6 separate regions of the Sus scrofa genome follow, and all the other regions are linked to region 1. The links are chromatin contacts, called in public Hi-C, HiChIP or PLAC-seq and promoter capture Hi-C maps. All regions are on one chromosome and are shown on one strand. The core of a region is the stretch at or near the end of the contact, and the rest is flanking DNA. Distances in the headings are between cores, read along the strand shown.

What was found. Promoter capture Hi-C pulls out the DNA fragments that hold promoters and counts their contacts. Hi-C and Micro-C count contacts between places; a contact is called where the count stands out from the background. HiChIP or PLAC-seq counts read pairs in DNA pulled down with a chosen protein or histone mark.
Region 2: an H3K27ac HiChIP or PLAC-seq map of alveolar macrophages shows a contact between it and region 1. The contact joins the promoter of SLC33A1 here to the promoter of SSR3 in region 1. A contact is called at or near these places in 2 of 2 datasets of contacts at active chromatin or transcription factors (alveolar macrophages and skeletal muscle).
Region 3: a Hi-C map of retroperitoneal adipose tissue shows a contact between it and region 1, with 2.1 times the contacts expected there. The contact joins the enhancer-like site here to the promoter of SSR3 in region 1. A contact is called at or near these places in 1 of 5 promoter capture datasets (liver), 2 of 47 Hi-C or Micro-C datasets (heart right ventricle and retroperitoneal adipose tissue) and 1 of 2 datasets of contacts at active chromatin or transcription factors (alveolar macrophages).
Region 4: a contact with region 1 is called in an H3K27ac HiChIP or PLAC-seq map of skeletal muscle, with 4 times the contacts expected there. The contact joins the promoter of CCNL1 here to the promoter of SSR3 in region 1. A contact is called at or near these places in 3 of 5 promoter capture datasets (fetal liver, fetal skeletal muscle and liver), 2 of 47 Hi-C or Micro-C datasets (heart right ventricle and liver) and 2 of 2 datasets of contacts at active chromatin or transcription factors (alveolar macrophages and skeletal muscle).
Region 5: a contact with region 1 is called in a promoter capture Hi-C map of fetal liver, with 11 times the contacts expected there. The contact joins the enhancer-like site here to the promoter of SSR3 in region 1. A contact is called at or near these places in 3 of 5 promoter capture datasets (fetal liver, fetal skeletal muscle and liver), 8 of 47 Hi-C or Micro-C datasets (epiblast stem cells, fetal heart ventricle, fetal liver and 4 more) and 2 of 2 datasets of contacts at active chromatin or transcription factors (alveolar macrophages and skeletal muscle).
Region 6: a contact with region 1 is called in an H3K27ac HiChIP or PLAC-seq map of skeletal muscle. The contact joins the enhancer-like site here to the promoter of SSR3 in region 1. A contact is called at or near these places in 1 of 5 promoter capture datasets (liver), 6 of 47 Hi-C or Micro-C datasets (embryonic fibroblasts, fetal skeletal muscle, liver and 2 more) and 2 of 2 datasets of contacts at active chromatin or transcription factors (alveolar macrophages and skeletal muscle).

The regions. Positions count from the first base shown.
Region 1 is chr13:96,388,450-96,391,780 of Sscrofa11.1, forward strand. SSR3 (signal sequence receptor subunit 3) reads right to left here and starts at 1,741. Exons shown (of 5, transcript NM_001244147.1): 1 at 1,514-1,741; 2 at 163-289. The coding sequence starts at 1,646. It overlaps LOC106505723 (a long non-coding RNA gene), which reads left to right and starts at 1,897. Exons shown (of 2, transcript XR_001300390.2): 1 at 1,897-2,142.
Region 2 is chr13:95,722,518-95,725,848 of Sscrofa11.1, forward strand. SLC33A1 (solute carrier family 33 member 1) reads right to left here and starts at 1,640. Exons shown (of 6, transcript NM_001244245.1): 1 at 444-1,640. The coding sequence starts at 1,218.
Region 3 is chr13:97,019,025-97,022,355 of Sscrofa11.1, forward strand. The region is part of intron 14 of VEPH1 (ventricular zone-expressed PH domain-containing protein homolog 1); the gene reads right to left. Among named protein-coding and RNA genes, the nearest start is that of CCNL1, 16 kb to the left of the region's middle. Within about 2 kb of position 1,832, at least 14 of the 83 cell types and tissues checked have an H3K27ac peak or open chromatin away from gene starts, as enhancers often do. A contact at or near this core is called in alveolar macrophages and retroperitoneal adipose tissue, where this site is marked.
Region 4 is chr13:97,002,555-97,005,885 of Sscrofa11.1, forward strand. CCNL1 (cyclin-L1) reads right to left here and starts at 1,847. Exons shown (of 11, transcript XR_001300397.2): 1 at 1-1,847. It overlaps VEPH1 (ventricular zone-expressed PH domain-containing protein homolog 1), which reads right to left. Exons shown (of 26, transcript XM_021069713.1): 15 at 1-138.
Region 5 is chr13:96,969,946-96,973,276 of Sscrofa11.1, forward strand. No RefSeq gene overlaps it. Among named protein-coding and RNA genes, the nearest start is that of CCNL1, 33 kb to the right of the region's middle. Within about 2 kb of position 1,821, at least 15 of the 83 cell types and tissues checked have an H3K27ac peak or open chromatin away from gene starts, as enhancers often do. A contact at or near this core is called in fetal liver, liver, retroperitoneal adipose tissue and 1 more, where this site is marked.
Region 6 is chr13:96,927,228-96,930,558 of Sscrofa11.1, forward strand. No RefSeq gene overlaps it. Among named protein-coding and RNA genes, the nearest start is that of CCNL1, 76 kb to the right of the region's middle. Within about 2 kb of position 1,589, at least 46 of the 83 cell types and tissues checked have an H3K27ac peak or open chromatin away from gene starts, as enhancers often do. A contact at or near this core is called in liver, mesenteric adipose tissue and skeletal muscle, where this site is marked.

The DNA of each region.
Region 1 (3,331 bases), core at 491-2,990:
CAGTTAGTTGTTACTCCCTCATACCATTAATGTGCCTTTCCCCAAAAGGTATAAACACACATATCTCAATGCTTAATGAAACACACACGAGCGGTCGTTAAGAAAACATCTTGCTATGTAAAAATACAACAATACATACTTTCACTTGAGAAATATACTTACTTGTGCTTGAGAACAAACTTCACATTTTTGTATGCAAAGGCTACCAAGTAAGTGCTTACTAGGGTCATCACACTATACAGAACAGCAGACTGAATAAGGTCCATATGCCATATTCGCCAATATAACCCTGAATTAAGATAAAAGGGGGAGGGAGAGTTACAAAAAGGAGCAAAACATTACCACCCAGTTACAAAGGTCTGCTAAATTAATTATACCTAAACCTGGTAAAACACAGGCCGGATTTGGGAACCCAATACAGATAAGAGGAACTTCAGAAGTCTGATACCCAGTAAAAAGTTATTAGTCTCAAGTTTTCCCAGTTCAGAATACCTGAAAAACATAACCTTCCTATTAATAATCTATGATGAGATTTCTACTTTTTCTAAAATGAGAAATCATAACTCAACAAAATCACGATTCAGACTTCAAATTTCATTCTTTAGAGAACTATTACGCTAACTACAGGCAGTTCCAAAATGCCACGTGCAGTCCCAAAGCAGAGTTTACACTATGACGTGGCTGTTTATATGAAATGAAGGCAGTGCTCCTTGCGGCCAGTGAACCTCAAGGCTCCACAAGTTAATTGAACGCTGGGTTTTATAAGGACGAAAGAGAAAATACATCAGGATTTGACTGCCCACCAACAGTACAGCAGTGTAGCAGAGAGGAAATTCACATTCTGGAACCCTGTGCTCTAAAAACAACCTTGGACAAGTCAGTAAAGTTTTCCGCTCAAATGAGAATTCTAGAATTGCCCTAAGAGGATTATGAAGTTTAAACATGGTAGGGGGGCAGGGCTTGGCACTGTTCCAACGTCTCTCGTCAAATTAGGAAAATGATGTTCAGTGTGAAGTGGTTTTCCTAAAAGCTACACTTGAAATTTGGTGCGAGGGCTAACGACATCTGTCTGATTTTATAAGTTTCTCCAAAATAAGTAATGATATAAACTTAAGATCTCCTAATAGCAAACGACAGTTGGGGGCAAGGGGCATATAGCCGGCTGTACGCATGACTGTTAACACCGCAAGATCCTAACCCGACCGTTGGTCGAAATACAGATTTAGGGCCGCCATCCCAGAACGAGTGACTCACGAGCTCCAGGAGTGGGGCCCAGGAACGAGTGAGCGTACTTATAAAACGCGCCACAAGTGGCTTTCCTGGGAGGCCGCCCGCCACTATTCCAGATAGATCACCGAGGCTCACAGAGGATATGTGCTGCCTCGAGCCCAGAGAGAGCTGGGGAGAGCGTGAGTCCCAGGCTCACGCCTCGCCCAAGAACTGGGCCCTGCCACGTCCCCATCCAGGCCGACCCGCCGGCAGCCTCCCCACCCGCCTCGCTCGAACCGCTCACAGATGGGAATGGCGGACACGATGAAGGCGTTCCCGAAGAAGAGCGCCGAGGACTTGGCCGACAGGTTGCGGCTGAAATCCTGCAGAAGCAAGTCCTCCTCGGACTGTTGCTTGGAGCCACCTTTGGGAGCCATGGTGGAACTGGAGCAGCGAGCCGCGAGGGTCGGGCCGCGCGCTGAGCGGGGCAGAAGCCACAGGCACCGCCTCCGCGGCCGCCGTATCCTCTAATGACCCGTCAGCTCCACACGCGGAGGCGGACCCGGAGGTGCGCGAAGAGAGCAGGCTTCCCCAGGATTGGCCAGTCTGGCGCCGCTACGTAGGTTTCCCGGCCTGATTGGGCGAGCGGGCAAGACTTCCTGAGTCCTGGAGTGCCACGTGACTCATCCGTCTCCAGGAGGAAGTGGGGATTTGTAGTTTAGTGGGTACTTTTTTTTTTTAATTAACAAAACTTTATTGGCATTCCACTTCACAGATGCTTATAACTCTTTTTCAAAATCGTTGAATTCCGAAATAAGAAGCTCTTCTGGCCCTGAGTCGTACAGTCATTCATTCAGCGAGCGCCTGTTTAGCCTGCTCTGTGTTTACCCAGCACTGGAGCATTGGAAGAGGAAGAGGAGAAGGATGAAGCTAGTAAGTGTAGAGCCCCCCTTTTTACGCATCCATTATTTAATATCTTAAATAATCCTATGACATGCCCATCATTGTCCACATTTTGCTGGAAAAAATGCAAAACGCGGACAGTTTTGAGGGTGAGAGAACAGCTATGTGGTCTACAAAACATGGGCTCCTTTCAATAAAATAGTAGGCTACCTTTTTTACTAAAAAGGCGCTCTTGCTTATAAGGAGCTCATGTTCTCATTGATAAAATTTAAATGTGTCCAATACATTTACAAATTACACTTTATTACTCTAAAGATTTAGTTGAAATAATAGGGCATCCAAAATCATGCTAAATGAAACAATACTAATATGTTGGCTGGACAGGGCACCTCTGAAGCTCAGAAAATTGAATATGCTCATTAAAACAATCAGAATCCACTTTAAACTCAAGTTACCAGTTTTTCTTCAAAAAATATTGCTCATCCACTTCACACTCAGCAAGGCTTCTTTTATCTACTAACGTCAGACAAAACTTCCTCAACATCCAGCTTCCCTATCAATGGACTTGTAGATCTTTCACACCTTATCCAAATTGTAATCGACCTCCACAGCTTCCATTCTAATGGAGCCTTCTGCCTTCAAAAGTTTTCAACTTATTCTCTATAAAGATAGCACAATGAGTTTTCCTGAAATATAAATCCTCTAATTATCTACAGCAAGTATTCCCAAATGCTAGATGTTTTCACCAGTCATAGCCAAATAATAAGAAATAGACCATCTAGGGAATTTTATAGAAAACTAAAAGTGTTCATTTAAAAATATCTATATTTATGTCTTTCTTTAATTTTAAAATGCTTTTTTATTATGGGGTGGTGGTGATAGAGAAGAAACTCATATTTTCTCTTCCAAAATACTCCCATTTTTCCTACTTTATGAAATCACACCTCATCTTTTTTTTTTACCCATTTGCTAGGGCTAAAATGTTAGGTTTCAACATGAATTCCTTCCTTTCTCTCTCCATCTGTGACCAGTTCATCAGCAAAAGCTTTTGGATCTGTCTCTTTAACTAGATTTCTTGCTTGCTATTTATAAACCAAGGATATGAGAAGATTACAGATAAAATCAGAAAACTATAAGATAAAAAAAAAAATCAACAAGCTAGTTGAAGAAGAGGAAGAAAATAAGAAACAATGATGAGGTTAAAAAAAATTACACTTAA
Region 2 (3,331 bases), core at 390-2,889, 670 kb before region 1:
GATCTTGGTCTAAGAGTAGGGGTAGAAATGAACCAGAAGACATGGAGCTAGAAATCTCAATCTAACAAAGAGACAAAAAAAAAACAAACTCTGAAGTCAGGCTAGGTTTATGTCTTCACACTAGTTAGACTTTTAAAAAATGTTCATCTGAGTATTATTAGTCAAGTGCCAAGGGATTCCTAGACTCAAGACTTTTGTTTGCCATTACACAACAATGTATACTGGATGAGTTACCCTTCCAATTCATTTCAGAATACTAATCAATTATGACTGCTCTACTATAATTCTGGTTGAAGCTTATTTTAGTAAAACAGAAACCTTACCTCGGGTCATTTCCCATTAAAATGATTTCCAGTAAATTATTGTTCCTACTAGCACCCACATGTCGAAAGGATTCATAAACGTACAATATACCTAACAGCATAACAGTTTAAATACACTACCTGAAAGAGTGACGATTCCCCTGGGTCGAGGCTGCAACCGCAAATATTTGTTACAAAAGTCGGCAGATTCAAGGGCCAAAAACAAAACATTGCCCAAAAAATAGCCCGCTGTTTGGCCTACTGAATTGCAAGTAGAAGCATAACCCACATTTTCCCGGGATAACATAGTTAACGCCCAACCATCCACAGCGATGTCCTGAGTGGCTGCCAGGAATTCAAACAAAAAGAAAGTCACAGTGAGAGCAACAACATCGGGGCTTCTGCCATCTGTACTCCCGAGCAAGTGGTCCACTTGAGTGGATAGATATATCATGAAGAATCCCAATATGTACTGTGTAGGGACAAGCCAAGATTTGCGACGGCCGAAGTTCCTAAAGTAAACCGCATCAACTAACGGGGCCCAGAGTAATTTGAGACTGAAGGGCCAAAAGACAAAACTGAAGAAAGCCTGATCTGTATAGCTAACATTTTTGCTCTGCAAAATAAGTGGGATGCTTCCTGCCAGGCCCAGTGGAATGCCCTGAAGCACGTAAAGAAAGAGCAAAAGCAAAATGCTGCTTAATTCGGCCCGGCAGCTCCTTGGGGGTTTTGAGAGGTCACTAGCGCCGATATCCCCCAGAAGAGCTTCTTTGTCCCCTTCCCCGCCCACCAACTCCGGATGATCATCATCCCAGGAGCCCGGCGGTAGAGGACCGCTCTTCATATCCAGAGAGTGGTTGAAAGTCCCTGGCCGTCGTTGCCGACTATTGTCCTTGTGGGAGATGGTGGGAGACATATCAGAGACGATGCAGAACCCCGTTTGTGGGAGGCCGGGGCTGAGCGTCTTGGATCCGTCTAGTCCCAGGTCCAAGGCTGTCGCTCTGGACCAGGGTGTCAATGGCTCAGGGAGGGGGACAGGGCGCGGGTTGATAAGGGCACTCCTTACTGCCGTCCGGAGTGCTGAACCCCGGAGCCAGTCCCCTGGCTGGAAGCCCAGGCGATGCCCAGGTATTTTCTCCTTGGAGCGGCGTCAAGGAGCCTGAAGAAGCGCCCCCGGCAGCCGGGCCGGGGTCGAGACTGGAGGAGGGGGCCGTGGTGCTGCGATGGAAACAGGCCTGTAGCTGTAGCGAGAGAAACGGCCAATTCCCCGACCCACCGCCCGCTCTCGCCGCCACCAATGCGACAGACAGCACTTTCTCCACTGGACTCCTGAGATACAAGATAATTTCCTGCCTCGAGCTTCAGGAAGTGGTCCTAGTCTCAAATGCGTCCTGATCCCGCCTCCAGAGCAAGCCAATCAGGACACGATCCAGCGGCCGAGTTCGGAAACAAAGCTTGGTAGGAACCCGAAAGCCCAGCGGCCAGAACCTCACGGGACAATTAACGCGGGCGCACCGTGAGGCCGGGGCGGGGCGCCGCGCGAGGTCTGGCTCCATGAGCGCATGCGGCCGTCTGGAAAGCGTGGGCCTCGGTCATTGGGTCCCAGGGGCCACGTGAGGGCGGGTTCAGGCGGGCGTGTGCCTGCTGCCAAACTTAATACCTTGCAAACTCTGAGTGGCCTCGGTCCTCGTCATTAGGCTGGAGGTGGGCAGTGCCCCAAGTCCAGGCTGGGAATTTTGAGATGTCCCTGCTTTCGTGGGCCAGGGAGAAACAGAGAGAAGGACTGAAGTTTACGAAATTTCCTTATCAGCAAGCAGGGGCGCCTTGGGTCCCCCAAAGAGTAAAAACAGCCCTGGTTAAATGCTGAAGCGTGTACCTTAAGAATGCCTACTTACGGAATGAATGAAATTGCTCGAAAGATTGCTCTGTAGTCCGTTTTTCCAAAGTGATGGAAAAGTGTAGCGGAATTGAGGCCTGGGTAGCTAACTGGGACGTTGGGTAGAGTGAAATTGTAAGACTCCTTCTCTCTCAGTTTTTGACCTACTGTGAAAGGTCTTGTAAGAGCCAAATGTTAGTTCTTTTTCATGTTTACTCACGTATGTTACTGAAATGATCACAGGGAACTTAACCTTGGGTAACCAACAGCATAAGTTGTAATACATAGAAAATACGTTACCTATACAATTTTACATATGATATATATATAAAATATATTATTTTACATTGGATAAGTATTTAGATACTAAAACCAAAAACTTAAAACCTATAATTAAAGTTAAACATTCTCAGCCTCCCACCATTTGAGATGAAACATGTTATTCCTACCTCTTCCAAATACAAATGTTGAAATAACAGTTCATCTCAAAATTATTTAGAAAAAGTGATTCGCTTCCTTAAGATAGACATTGAAGACTGAATACAAAAAGTTACATACTTGTTAAATGTAACCTAGAGTTTGCACAGGAAATCAAACTATATAAACAGTACTTTTCTGAAAACTAACTTTGTGCGATGTTGCAGGGATGGTAGTTCTTAAAGAGAAGTTCCATTTGTGGGCATCAAAGATCTGTGCACTTGATAAGAATTTTGCTATAGGCATAGTAAGTTACAAGTGTATATTTGCTGACCAATGAATTATATAATAGAAAGTTTATTCTTAAGCTAGTTTAATGTAGGAATGTAAGTGGAAATTATTTGTATTGCAAACTAGTTGTACAACATATATCACAAATTCTCAATCACTGCCTCCATCCATTTAAATATTGCAAAATAGCTTTTTGTGTGTGTATGCTCTTTACTTATCCCTGAGATGTTGGTATAGTCATGATTAAATTCTTTTCAATTTTTATATTAGAAAATTTCTCCCATTATTTTTTAAAAGTAGTGTGTATAGGTGAACTGAATCTTTGCTTGTCCAAAAATTGTTATTGCTGACTTGCAACTTGTAGTGTAATCAGATATATTCATCTGACTTTTTTTCTTTTGTAAATAGGTTTTTTTTTTTCTGTCTCATGCTTGTAAGGTTTTTT
Region 3 (3,331 bases), core at 582-3,081, 630 kb after region 1:
ATAACAACAACAACAAAATGGTAACTACATAAGGTGAACTATGTGTTAACTACTATTATTGTGGTAAACATTTAGAAATATATATGTATATCAAATCAGCATATTGTGCAATGTTATATGCCAATTATATCTCAATAAAGCTGGGAGAAAAGGAAAAAGACATTCATTTCAATGACATCTGGCTGCTGAATAGTGAAAACAGAAAAAATGATAAATTTTTCTCATAATGTCCGTGTAATGCTATATGTATATTTTGAAGTCTACAATTCACAGAAGCACTGTTTTACTTTTTTTTTTTTTCAACAATTTTACATTCCAGGGTGGTAATTCTTTAACATGCATATCTTACACCTTACCACAAAGTTGATAACCTGGATCTCAGGATGGTGAAAACACAAAATTTTCTTATTCCAATGAACATTTTATATATTTATAGGATTTTATTATCTTTATTATACACTGTGTTTTATGCACAAAAAAAGCAGAAGCATTGTTGATGGTTAATTTTATATTTTGTAGCCTTAAAATACAAAAATAATGATTGTATTCTTTTTTTTTTTTTTTTAAGGGCCACATTTGCAGCATATGGAAAATCCCAGGCTAGGGGTCGAAAGGGTGCTGCAGCTGCCAGCCTACACCACAGCCACAGCCACAGCAAAGTGGGATCCAAGCCACGGCTGTGACCTACACCAACAGCCCTTGGAAGCGCCAAATCCTTAACCCACTGATCGAGGCCAGGAATCGAACCCAAGTCCTCATGGATACTAATTGGGTTCGTTACTGCTGAGCCACAATGGGAACTCCTTCACATAGCCTTCTTTTCTGTGTGTCTCTGTGTCTTTCCTCTTTTTATAAGGACACCCATCATTGGCTTTAGGGCTCACCCTAATCCAGTATGATCTCATCTCATCTTAACCTAATTTTATCTGCAAAGACTCTATTTCCAAATCAGGTCACATTCTGAGATTCTGATGGACATGTATTTTTGGGACACACTATTCAACACTGTAGACAGGATCATTGTTACAATTTTTCCTTTTGCCTTAGGATCCAACATGGCTCAGCATGGCTTCCCCCATTTTAGTAGGTGGCACAGACTGGACATTGCCAGGTGAGCTGCTATTACATCGGCTTTGGGACCCAAGACTTAGAAGGCCACTCTGTGTGTTCTTCCTGGGAACTTTCACCCACTCACCTGCCTCAGCTTCCGCATATCTGTATAATGACACCAAAATCTCTCTCTCCAGTCTTACTACTCTCCTGAGTTCTAGATTTCTTCTTCTGATGGCTTCTGGACATCCCAACTTATTACCCTGCAAGCATCTCAAGTTTAACTTGTCTCTTACTGAAACCTTTAATTTTTTTGTCCTCTTTCCCTCTCTCCTTTTTGGCATGATCATCCTCCTTGCCCCGCCAAAAACAATCAGACACCTTGCCAAAAACAATCAGACACCTTTGAGGGTTTTTCTCAAATCTAGCCTCTCCCTCTCTCCAAACACCTCCTCTGATTTCACCTCAGAGAGGATTCTGGATCACGGCAGCTATCAGCTTGGATGTGGAGGTGTTCCAATAGAATATTATTGCTTTACCCTAATGTAGGCTGGGGCTGCCTCAGAGCCTGGGACTGCTGATAGGAATGACTACACTCATCTTTCTGTGGCTTGGCTTCCTTATAGCTAAAAATGTTCTCAGGATAGACTTTTACCTGGCAGCTCAGGCCACTAAGTTCGAGTGTTCTAGTGCATAAGGTCACTGTTGTACTGCCTTTCATGACCCAGCCTCACTGCAATATCCACTGTAGTCTCTTGGTTGAAGTAGGGATGGGATAGGCATGCTAATCACTGCTCCTCCCTCTGCTGGTGCTTGGTTTCAGCTTTTTCATAGGTTAGTCACACTCAGCCATTGGGTTGCCAGCTTCATAAAGATGTGATTTGGTCTGCTGCTTTTAATCTTTCTTATTCTTTATTTCCCTATGAATTTATAAATTTACTTTCATTTTCTTTTTTGGGGAGGGGTTGAAAGAGGAGATTAAAAGCATATGTCCAATTCTCCATATTTTAGGTAATTAATACTTCATTATTCAACTTTGTAGATGATCACTACATGGTTTTTCCCTTAGAGGAGAACTTCTTAAAAAATAAATACAACTAAATATGCCATACTATTATTTTATCATGGGATTAAATGTTGCACTGGTTAAATGAACTCATATGTATTAGGGCCATCTAGTGGAAAAATTGAATTTAGCACCATAGGCTTTAAATCTAATAGGGCACCTTGTGAAATCTACAAAGAGAGCTAGAAAGCATCACTTGCTGTCCTTGGTGTCTCTATGCAACCCCCCCCCTCCAAAAAAAATGGCTGTCTCTCTCTGTTTGTTTTTTGTTTTTTGTTTTTGGCTGTGCCCACAGCATATGGAAGTTCCCAGGCCAGGAACTGAACCCACACTTCAGCAGTGACCCAAGCCTCTGCTCTACAATGACAAAGCTGGATCCTTAACCTGCTGCACCACCAAGGAACCCCTCTCCTCCACTATATGGAAAGAACAAACACACACATTTATTTCGTAGTTAGTTTTAGTACTTTTTTTCTTTTAAAAAAATGTTTGGAGTTCCCATTGTGGCTCAGCAAGTTAAGAAGCCAACTAATATGCATGAGGGTGTGGGTTTGATTCCTGGCCTTACTCAGTAGGTTAAGAATCCGGCGTCGCTACAAGTTGCAGTGTAGGTCACAGATGCAGCTTGGATCCTGTGTTTCTGTGGCTTTGGCATAGACTGGCAGCTGCAGCTCTGATCTGACCCCTAGCCTGGGAATTTCCATATGCTGGATACAGCCATGGAAAGACAAAAACAAAAAAAAAAAGTTTTTTTATTTTATTTTAGTACTGATTTCATTTCATTTATATGGCTATCTTAAAGTCTGTTGAAATTTAAAATGGTTCTCTGCTAATATACTTGTGGGAGATGAAAAAATAACTGACTATTCTCCTTTCTTTATAACAGGCTTTTTATTCAATGAGGATTAGCTTCTATTTCATTCTTCTCTGGGATGTTTCACTAGTCCACCACTGGCCTTTCCTAGGAATTAACTGCAAAGGAAATTGCAGATAAAGTTAGGCTGCTGGACCCAGCAAAATAGTGAAGGCCAGGGCTTGGAGGTACCTGTGGCCAGCTGAGACAAGCTGCCAGTGAATTACACTGCTCTGTGGCCATTAAGACTTCATGTTATACCGGTGAACTGAAAAGATATAAACTATCTAGTCTCTCAATCTCATTTTCAATAATTTACTGTAAAAGAAGCTGATCTGAAGAAGATTTCAGACAGAAATTTA
Region 4 (3,331 bases), core at 597-3,096, 610 kb after region 1:
CACGCCCATCCAGTGCGCGCCAACTAGTCCCTTCAGGCCAGGTGTCCTCCCGCGGCTCCTCTGTCCGCCCAGAGTGGCCCCCACCGGGAGGGAGTCTAGGGTGACTTCTCCGCTGAGACCCCAGAGTGGTCGAGGGAACTGTCAATTTGGATAAACCAGGTCTAAACCGCCTGTTTGTAGTATTTTAACCACAAGAATAATAAGGGGGCTTTACGAGATAGCCAAGTTAGAGTTCTCAAGGTTTACTACTATAATAACCCTGGCGCTAATTTGATAATTTGTCTAGAACGTGGATCTCTTTGCTCCCGTCTCTACCTCATCTAACTTTTCGCGTTTGGATGACTCGGGTTCAGCGAGTAGAAAGGGAAGCATCAGGACGAACGACCTTCGCCGGCATTGGCTGGTGGAAATGGTTACTCTGATGTCCTGTATGGACGAACTTGTAATTTAAAGTGACCCACAAGGAATCTGGAAAGGGCTGCTTTACAGTATTTTTGGGAAACAGGCTTGTGAACTACATCGGTTCAAAAAAAAAAAAAAAAAAAAAGCTGTCAGATGAGCATGTGGTTCCCAGAGGTATCTAAGTATGGCGAGGGATTCGTATTGACTGGGAGAGAGACTGCTTTAGCAGCTTCGCTTGCGAAACTCGGGCCTGAGCTAGTGACAAGCCACAGCTTTCACTAATCTGGAAAATCCCTAATTTCCAAAAATAGTTTTAGGTCGAGACTTTACAGAGGTAATTTGATTATGCCCGGCAGTCTATGTATTCATGGAGGTTACTGCAATTAGGTAGTATGGGAGAAATCAATCTCTTTATATGTATTTTTCCCTCTCTGATATTAGCAATTCTCCAAATTTCCTCAAATTTGAAATAAAAACAATGATACTGATCCAAACTACCACAGGCTAGAGTGGGAGGAAAAAAGAGTAGATCTTGTTTAAAAAAAAAAAAAAGATTCTGTAAACTGAATCATTTTGCTGTACAGAAAAAATTAACACAAGGTAAATTCAGTTAAAAGAGAGTAGATCTTTGTTTACTCCTTCTGTGTCTAGACCTTGGAGACATTGTCCAGGAATGAGAAGCCCCATCATCTTTCTATCACATAGTTCAATTTTAAGGTTTAATTATGAGAAATGAATTAAAACTTGGATCCATAGAGCAAAAGGAATTTGAGTACACTGCAATATTTGTTAGTGATGTCTCTAAAGCAAAACATATTCAAAAACTCATTTTAAAAAAAGAATTCAATCCACCTTACTTTGTAAAGATTTACATCAGTATTTCTGAACCCTAGCTGCACATAAGTATCTTCAGAGGAGTTTAGGGCTGCACCCGAGGTATATGTAAGTTCCCAGGCTAGAGACGGAATTGGATCTACACCATAGCCACAGCAATGCCAGGTCTGAGCCGCATGTGCAGCCTATCCCACAGCTCACAGCAACACCAGATCCCTGACCCACTAATTGAAGCCAGGGATCAAACCCGCATCCTCATGGATACTAGTCGGATTCCCTTCTTTTGAGCCATGATGGGAACCCCCAGAGAAGTTTTTAAAACATACTGATTATGCTTGAGCCTGAATTGTAGGGGTTGATGTAATGGATCTGGGGTTGACCCAGCCAGTGGTTATTGGAATGTTCAGCCAGGATTGAGAAACAGAGCTCCAAGAGAGTGTAATTCTGGTGCTAGCTGAAATACTTGACCTCGTTGCACGTTACCTTCACCTGTCTGACTAAGCTGCTTCCAGGGAAGTTTCCCTCTCCAATATTCAGGAGGGATTATAACAGGAGTTCCCATAGTGGCATAGTGGAAACAAATCTGACTAGGAACCATGAGGTTGCAGGTTTGATCCCTGCCCTCGCTCAGTGGGTTAAGGATCTGGCATTGTCGTGAGCTGTGGTGTAGTTCGCACATGCAGCTTGGATCTGGGGTTGCTGTGGCTGTGGTGTAGGCTGGTGGCTACAGCTCCCAATTCAACCCCTAGCCTGGGAACCTCCATATGTGGCCCCAAAAAGACTAAAATAAAATAAAATGCTGTAACAGACTTTGAAAGCTCTTCTTATTTATTTTTGGCTGCACCATGGCATATGGAAGTTTCTGGGCTGGGGATTGAATCTGAACCACAGCTGCCACCTATGACACAGCTGCAATGTCAGATCCTTAACCTGCTGAGCCACAGTGGGAACTTCAATACAATTCATTTTTAAGACTTTTTTTTTGGCTGCACCCACAGTATGCAGAAGTTCCCGGGCCAGGGATCAAGCCCAGGCCACAGTAGTGACCTGAGCCGCAACAGTGACAATGTTGGATCCTTAACCCGCTGAGCCACCAGGCAACTCCAAGACTCTTTCTTTTCTTTTCTTTTTTCTTTTTTTAGGGCAGAACCTGTGGTATATGGAGGTTCCCAGGCTAGGGGTTGAATCAGAGCTACAACTGCTGGCCACAGCCACAGCCACAGCAAGATCAGATACGAGCCATGTCTGTGACCTACACCATAGATGACAGCAATGCTGGATCCTTAACCCACTAAGCAAGGCCAGGGTTTGAACCTGCAATCTCATGGGTCCTAGTTGGATTTGTTTCCGCTGCGCCACAACAGGAACTCCCAAGACTATTTCTTAATGGAACATTTTTCTAATATTTAGAGTCTCCCACCATGCCTCACCAAAAAACTGTCTTGGTGATGTCTTGATATATTTTATAATATATTTTTTTAATCTCTAGGTCCTTGATTAATTGAAGAAAGTTAACAAGAATTGAAGTGAGAAGTTCTGGGAGAAGGAGGAGTACTTGCTCTACTCTTGATATCTTTTCCCTATAGACCACTGTTTCCCACCTCCTGTGTTTGGCAATCATTTCCAGAAGCACAGAACCACTGAGACTATTCTACAACTTTCTGTCTGTACCCCAGATTATATCCAATAGATATGATTATATTCACTGTTCTTCTTTTCAGCCTCAACAAAAGTGGTAGAGGAGATGGGCCAACATTTTATACGCTTAGCATTAACGCATCAAACTATGACGGTGTTTTAAATTTTGACTTCTTGGGCATTCCCATTGGCTCATTAAGAACCCAAGATAGTATCCAGAGGATGCAGGTTTGGTCCCTGGCCCTGCTCAGTGTATTAAGGATCTGGCACTACTGCAAGCTGTGGTGTAGGTATAGACCATGGATCCAGTGTGGCTGTGGCTGTGGTATAGACCAGCAGCTGTCCAATTCAACCCCTAGCCCCAGAACTTCCATATGCCACAGGTGTGGCCCTAAAGAGAAAAAAAATTAATTTTAACTTGTTTAAAAAAAAAATTCATGACAGGTATTCCCACTGT
Region 5 (3,331 bases), core at 571-3,070, 580 kb after region 1:
AGTCCACAATGCTTTTCCCTCCATACCTGTGAAATTAGTAATCTAGTCAACAGTCATCCTCTAATCATGATGAATAATCAACTGAAAACTCCTGCCCTTTGACCTGGTTAACTGCTTTCCTTTCTCCTTTTCATGTGACAGAGATTCCTGAAGAGCCTTGCACATTCCTAATAGTTCTTCACACCCTCTCTCAGGCCTTCCCAGGCCTCTGAGAAGCTTCCCTTGAGACTCAGCTTCCTGGCATTGGATCTGGGATGAAAGGTCCCTGGGCTTCTGGAGGCTTCCTTCCAGGCCCCCCTCCAGCTCCACGTACCCTCTCCCTTCCCCTAAGCGGGGCCCAGATGATGGGCAGAATTGAGAAGAATGTTGTCAGTTTGGTACCATGTCTTGTCTTGCTTTGAGGAAACCAATGTGCACAACACTGAAAAGCATGGAGGGTTTGACGGTGGTGGGACGGGGGGCAGCCATGTCACAGAGGCCTAGGAGACCCAGGAAGGCAGTTGATGACCCGTCACAGGTGCTGGGTTTGCTGAGAAGGGCTTCTGATACCCGCAGTGCAGTGAAGTGACGTGAAGACTGCATCTTTACCCACAGGAGGTGCAAACATCCGAGTGAGTGTGCAGAAAACTTTCTTCCAGAGCTTTCATCTCTGGGGTGGAATCAAGTGGGATCATATGTGCCTTCTTACAGTCTAGGAAAACTCACATTCCATAAGCATCTCTGAGGTGCAGCCCTTGGCCATTGGAAACCCTTGTTAAGTAGGGATTATTTGCCCAGCTTTAGTTGCTCAGCTTTACATATTAGTAAACTGAAGTTCAGAGAGGCTGAGAGATTTAGCCAAGATCACAAAGCTAGTTGGGAGAGTATTGACTCAGGGCATGATATAAGCTCCAGAAACCCTTGAAACCATAGTTTGCCTGACCCAAGACACCCTGGATACGTCTCTCCTTGAGACTGAGGGGAGTCCCTTGTAGCACTCTAGGTAAGAGCGGATGATCTCCCCATCAGTCGGATTTCTAAGTTGAGTGATCGGAGGTTATGCGTACAGGTGCCTGCCCAGGCACTGGCCTTTGTCCCAGTCTCCCATTCCCTTCCTCCACGGGCACACGAAGGTCAAGTCCTGACTGTGTCAGTCCCTGTGGACTCATCTGTCTATCTGCCACAGATGTCTAGCAGCTGACCAAGATAAGAATGGAGTGAATGGGCTTTGGAGCCAGGTGGGCTTGGGTGTAAATTTCAACTTCTGCCATATTTTCAGGGAAAACTCAGGTTTTAGCATGGGGATGGGGGTGAGGAGGTTCGAGTCAGAATCCTGCAGTCTCTGCCAGCCTCTGAGTAGAGGAGGGGTGGGAGCCAGCCGCCAGCCATCCCCATAACAGCAAGGCCTTCCTGCCCCCAGGTGGGGAAAGAGCCCACCGCCGACAGCGGGCAGCACCCAGCTCAAGGGATACAATTTCAGGGCCCAAACAAGACTCAGATGGCTCTGGTCCTCCAAACTCTCTCCCATACACTAGTCCAAAACTCACTTTCAAGGCCCACTGTAACCATCCCTGGGGGTGAGGGAGGGGTGGGGAATGACACGTCACAATGTTTAAAAGAACACTGGGGAGAGCATTAGCATGGAGCCCACCAGGAACCACACTTTAACACCCGATCTGTGGCCTCTGTCTCCTCTTCTTTAACGTATAAAGCTAATAGAATGTGATGACATGACACTGCTGCTCTAGGCACTTTTTATGTACGTTGTCATTCCGAGCTCACAATAGCCTGAGTCCCATTTTCCCCATGAAGCAGGCATGTGGGTGAGGTCACCTAGCCACGGTCACAGGAGCAAAGCTGGACTTGGAACTCAGGCAGTCAGGTGGCAGCGTCCCTGCTCTTGCTTCTTATGGCAATAACGAGGCCTTACTCTCAGGTGAGAGGCCAGACTGAGAGAAGTCCTACATCTAAAGTTTCTGACACGAAACACGAACTCAGTTAATACTATTTTCCTTCCCTGGGCTCTTGGATTTGGGAGGAGGGAGCCACCGTCTGCCTCTCTCTGCAAAGGTTTGTCTTGCGCATGTGGGTGCTTGGTCGGTCTCTGAGAGATGAATGACAGGACAGGTTTTGCCAAGGTGCATGGCAGGAGTGAGGAAAGGGGAGCGCTAGAAATAGAAGTGTGTGTGCACATGCACACACACAGGCTAAGGCTGTGGCAAATGCCATGGTTTTCCTGGGGCCTGACCACCACTCCACTGGCTGCAAGTTTGTGAGGGACTGTGAGGGGGGGCTTTGACGCCTACTGTCCTTTACATCATGGTGTCGGCCGCAGAGCTTCCCAGGAGCCCAAGCAACGGGGAAGCCATCAGGGAGGAGGAGCGACCCCCCCCCCCTGCCACCCCAGCTCTAGTGCCTGGAGGATTAGAGGTTGCTCCTAGGGGTGGCCATGTGTGTGGTGGGTGGAGCTTGGGGGGCCTGGTGAGAGGAAATAGGGCTGTTCTGTATTCTAAGTTAGCCAGGCCCACACCCAAGCAGTGGCTGCCCCCGCCCTGCTCTGGCTTGAGTCAACCACTGGCAAACGGAGAGCGTTTCTTAGCACCAGAAAGGGGTCTCTGTGGGGGCAGAGAGAGCCAGCTCTCTGTGGAAGATCTCCAAGCCCCGCGGGCACAATTCCACCAGAATACAGCCTCACCGACCCAAGCAGTCTGGGCGATGGTTACTGAGGTGCATTCATCTCTGTTTATCAAGATGACACGGGCCAAGGCCATGTGTACCGGGGCCAAAACAAGCAGACCTTGACAGGGCAACATACCAATGTGTTGGTTTCACCACGTTCTCTCCGAATGTCCCTCAGCTCAGTTGACACAGCAGGCTGGGGATGGTGGAAGATGGCCCAGGGACTGCCGCACCCTGCTCCGACGTTAACTGTGTGTTCACAGGCATAGCCTGCGCAGCCAGGGTACAGGGGAGCAAGGCAGAACTTTTCCACAAAGGGGACTCACTGAATCCCAGTGGCTTGGAGGTTTGGGGAGTGGTGGTTTAAAAAAATCCCACCCACTGCTTCAGTTTGCTCTGCTCTTTGTAAGGACAGTCACAACCCCAAACTCCTGGAGACTTTAATCCAGTCCCTGTTTGGTTTCATCCCTCATGACCAGCTGAATTGGGCTTTTCTGAAATGTTCAAGATTTGCAAAGGATAGTTCAGATCCTGATTCCATCACCGGCATTTCAGAAGGGTTCTTAAAATGACAAAATGGTTCCTTTGCACTCTCCACATCTTCATCATTGAATATTTATGAAGTGCCCACACTGGGGTTGCTGTCCAGTTCTGAACCCAGATAAGAGGGGAG
Region 6 (3,331 bases), core at 339-2,838, 540 kb after region 1:
GAAGAAGTGGATGAGCATCTAAGATCCCAGCTGTGATGGAATCTAGGAGGCCCTTGGTAGCTGCTGAGGAAAGATGCTTCTCTACAACTTTGAATTCCAACTTCCCTTTGCAGAAGGTAAAGATGACTTTCACATTGTTGGAGACATTAGTCACAGATGAATTAGTCACAGTTTAACCCCACCCACCCACCCCACACATTTCTACCCTATATTCTTATTGTGATCTGGTGAATCTTAGAAGTGACAAATGAAATCAAGAGCTCCAGGTAGCATTTCCTCCTTGGTGAAGGGGTTTGTTTTGTTCCAGGTTTTTGTCTCCATGCTTCTCAGACAAAAGACTTATAAAAGATCCCCTTGAAATGGTGAAGCTCTACAAGCTCATTTTAATGATAGAAGTTATTTCATGCCTTGTTTAACTTTTAAAATTATTTTCAATATCTCCTTTTCCAGATTTCTTAGGTCTCAGAGAGAAAATTAAATGAAGTTCAATGGATTCAAGGCAAATCGAGCAGTCTGAAGTCACCTGGTAACGCAATGGTTCCCCACGAAGCAGGCAGCTGTCTCCCACATCACACCTCCTAGGCTGGTCAGTTCGGCATCACATTTGTTCTGCAGAGTAAAGCTCTGGCATAGGCTCTGGCTGCCTCAGGTCAGCTGAATATTCACAGCAGCCACCCTTTCCTGATGTCTTTCTGCCTTCCCAGCATATACCATGGCCTAAAAAATCCCTATCCCTATGTGAAGAAGCGGGTCTTTCTTTTAGGTCCTAACAGGAAGGAGCTGTACACTAAACAGTGACAACATGAATGGCATCCTGGTAGAAGGACTCTTCTTTTCCCTGTCTCCTCTAGCCACTGACCCAGACCTCCTGGAGGCCATACCATGATGCTTGAGTAGGAAAAAGAAAACTCAGGTCCATAACCCTAGACTTGGATGTTCAAATCATGGCAAACGAGGGGAGAAAAGACTGAGGGGACCAACAGGGGCAAATCCAGAATGTTGAGATCTCATTTATTTTCACCGTTTAGGGAACTTGTTGATTAGTATCCTTTTCCCTCTCTGATTTCAAAATAATAAGTAATTCTTAACTTTTAGGGAGGAAATCTGCAGCAGCAAGAGGAGTAAGATCACAGGATGAGTAAGGAAGAGGGTGCATGTGTTCTCTTCCTAGATCCTGTCCCCTGACACTCCCAGCTCTCCGAATACACACACACACACACACACACACACACACACACACACACACACAGTCAGTGTTTCATCCAGTGTAAAAATAGCTGTCCAGGTTCTGTCATTCATCCCTAAACAGTAATAAAGGGCGGGCCTCCCAGCAGTGCCTGCTGCCCTTTAGTAGCTTATTCTATCAGGTGACGCCTCACACCTCCCATTCCCCACCCCAAGTTGGCTGAATGTCCCCGGTGACCTTACACGTTTTTATTTTACTCAGCAGCTTGGTTTTTAAGCGGAAAATCCTCTGGCTTTCTGAGTTGAGTCGGCCGCACCGCGGCCTCCCCTCCTCCACACTCCAGGCAGCAGTGCCAGGAGAGCGTTTCCATCTGTGTTGGGAAAGAACGGCCTCTCTGTGCTGCCCAGCACGTCCAGCGTGAGGGCGCGGAGGCCGGAACACGCTCTTCCGCACGGGAACAGCTTTCCGAGGGCCTTGGAGGAGGCTCTGGCCTTGCCTAACGAGGGCCAGGCGCCACCCCCCCGTGGGCCCCGGCTCAGTCCTAGCAGGATCACCCCATCCCTACCCGGGGCACTGATTTCCCCCCCACCCCGGCGCGGAAGGAGTGCCTGCGGTCCCGCTGCTAGGGTTTGCGCATGCGCGAAGGGTCGCGTTCCTCCAGGCTCCTCACGCGGTTGGTCGCCTGCGGCCTCAGAGGGGCGGGGGTGCCCGCAAAGAGCCCAGCACGGTTGGTCCCCGCTGTCCGTCCAGGATCCTGGCAGCGTGTTGAGGACACTGCAGCATTGGAAGAGAGCCAAAGAATGCTAAAGGTTCCTTAGAGGACGTTTGCTCCATGCCTCCATTTTACAGATGAGGCCATTGAGTTCCCAGGAGGTGTTGGGAAACACCTAAAGCTGCATTTCTGGGCTCTACCAGCTGGAACCAAACCTGGCTCTTAGTGGCATGATTTAGGCACTTTTTCAGTGAGCATTTATCAGGTGCCTGGATGTACACTGTGTACTAAATATATGTATGGTATGGGAGATAACCACAAATACATCAGAAGCATTGTAACTGTGGCCACTCCAGAATTGGGCTTACAGTGACACAGACCTGGGTTTGATTTGATGATTTGCAGGAACCCGCTACTGGCTGGATGGACTTCTGAAGCAATTAACCTCTCTAAGTCCCAGTTTCCTCGTCTGTAAAGCGGTAATTTAAAAAAGAAAAAGAAAAAAAAAAAAATAGGACATACTTGCTAGGGTCCCAGGACTTAGATAAAGTGCACATGGCTTAAAACAAAATCTGCACCTGGAAGTCTCTCAAACAAATATTCATGCAATGCTTTGAGAAGTCAAAAGCGCTGGGCGCACAGGCGTTCACGAGACAATCACGTACTCATTTCCAGACAGATGTTGGGCAGCACTAGAGCGAAGGTACTTTACCGCGCTCAGGGACATTCACACAGGGTTACATGACCTGGCAAGACAGGGAAAGGCGGAAATGGCCTCTGTTTATCTTTCCTCCTGCTGCCGGTCCTTCCCCCTCCCTCCCCTCAGAACTCTCACTGTGACTCATGGTGGCTGCAGAGATATGTCTGGGCCTCTTATCAGGGTAAAATGTGTTCTGCGAGGTGGTGCAGTTTATGTTTGAAGTTCTGCTTTATCACATGGGCCTCTCTCCTCTTTTCCTAGGCGGGACAAGCCCAAGAAGGAGCAATTGGGTTAAGCGGATAAGAAGGAATAATGGTTAAACGCCTAAGGTGTCAGATTGGAGTAGTCTGGAATCATAGATATTGAAGACCATCTGGTACAATGATGGCCCCTCCTGTTAAGGAAGAAGGGGTAAAAAAAAAAAAAAAAGCTGTGAAAGGTAACTTTTAGATTCAAGTTAGATCCCTGGTTTTCTGTGCCCCATAATTTATTCACCCATTCATACACACTGCTTTGGGGGCAGGGGATCCATTCTAACTGCCAGGTATAGGGACTGCCTCAGTAAGCAGGGAAAAGGGAGAGGAAAATGGGAATTCAGGACTCCCAGTTTCTTTGTACAGCTTCACAGATGGCAATACCATTTACTGTGATAGCAAGTGGAGGAGAAGAAACTGACCTGAGGAAGATGGTATGTTTTGAATATATTTTTTATGTAACTTTGGAACTTCCAGGA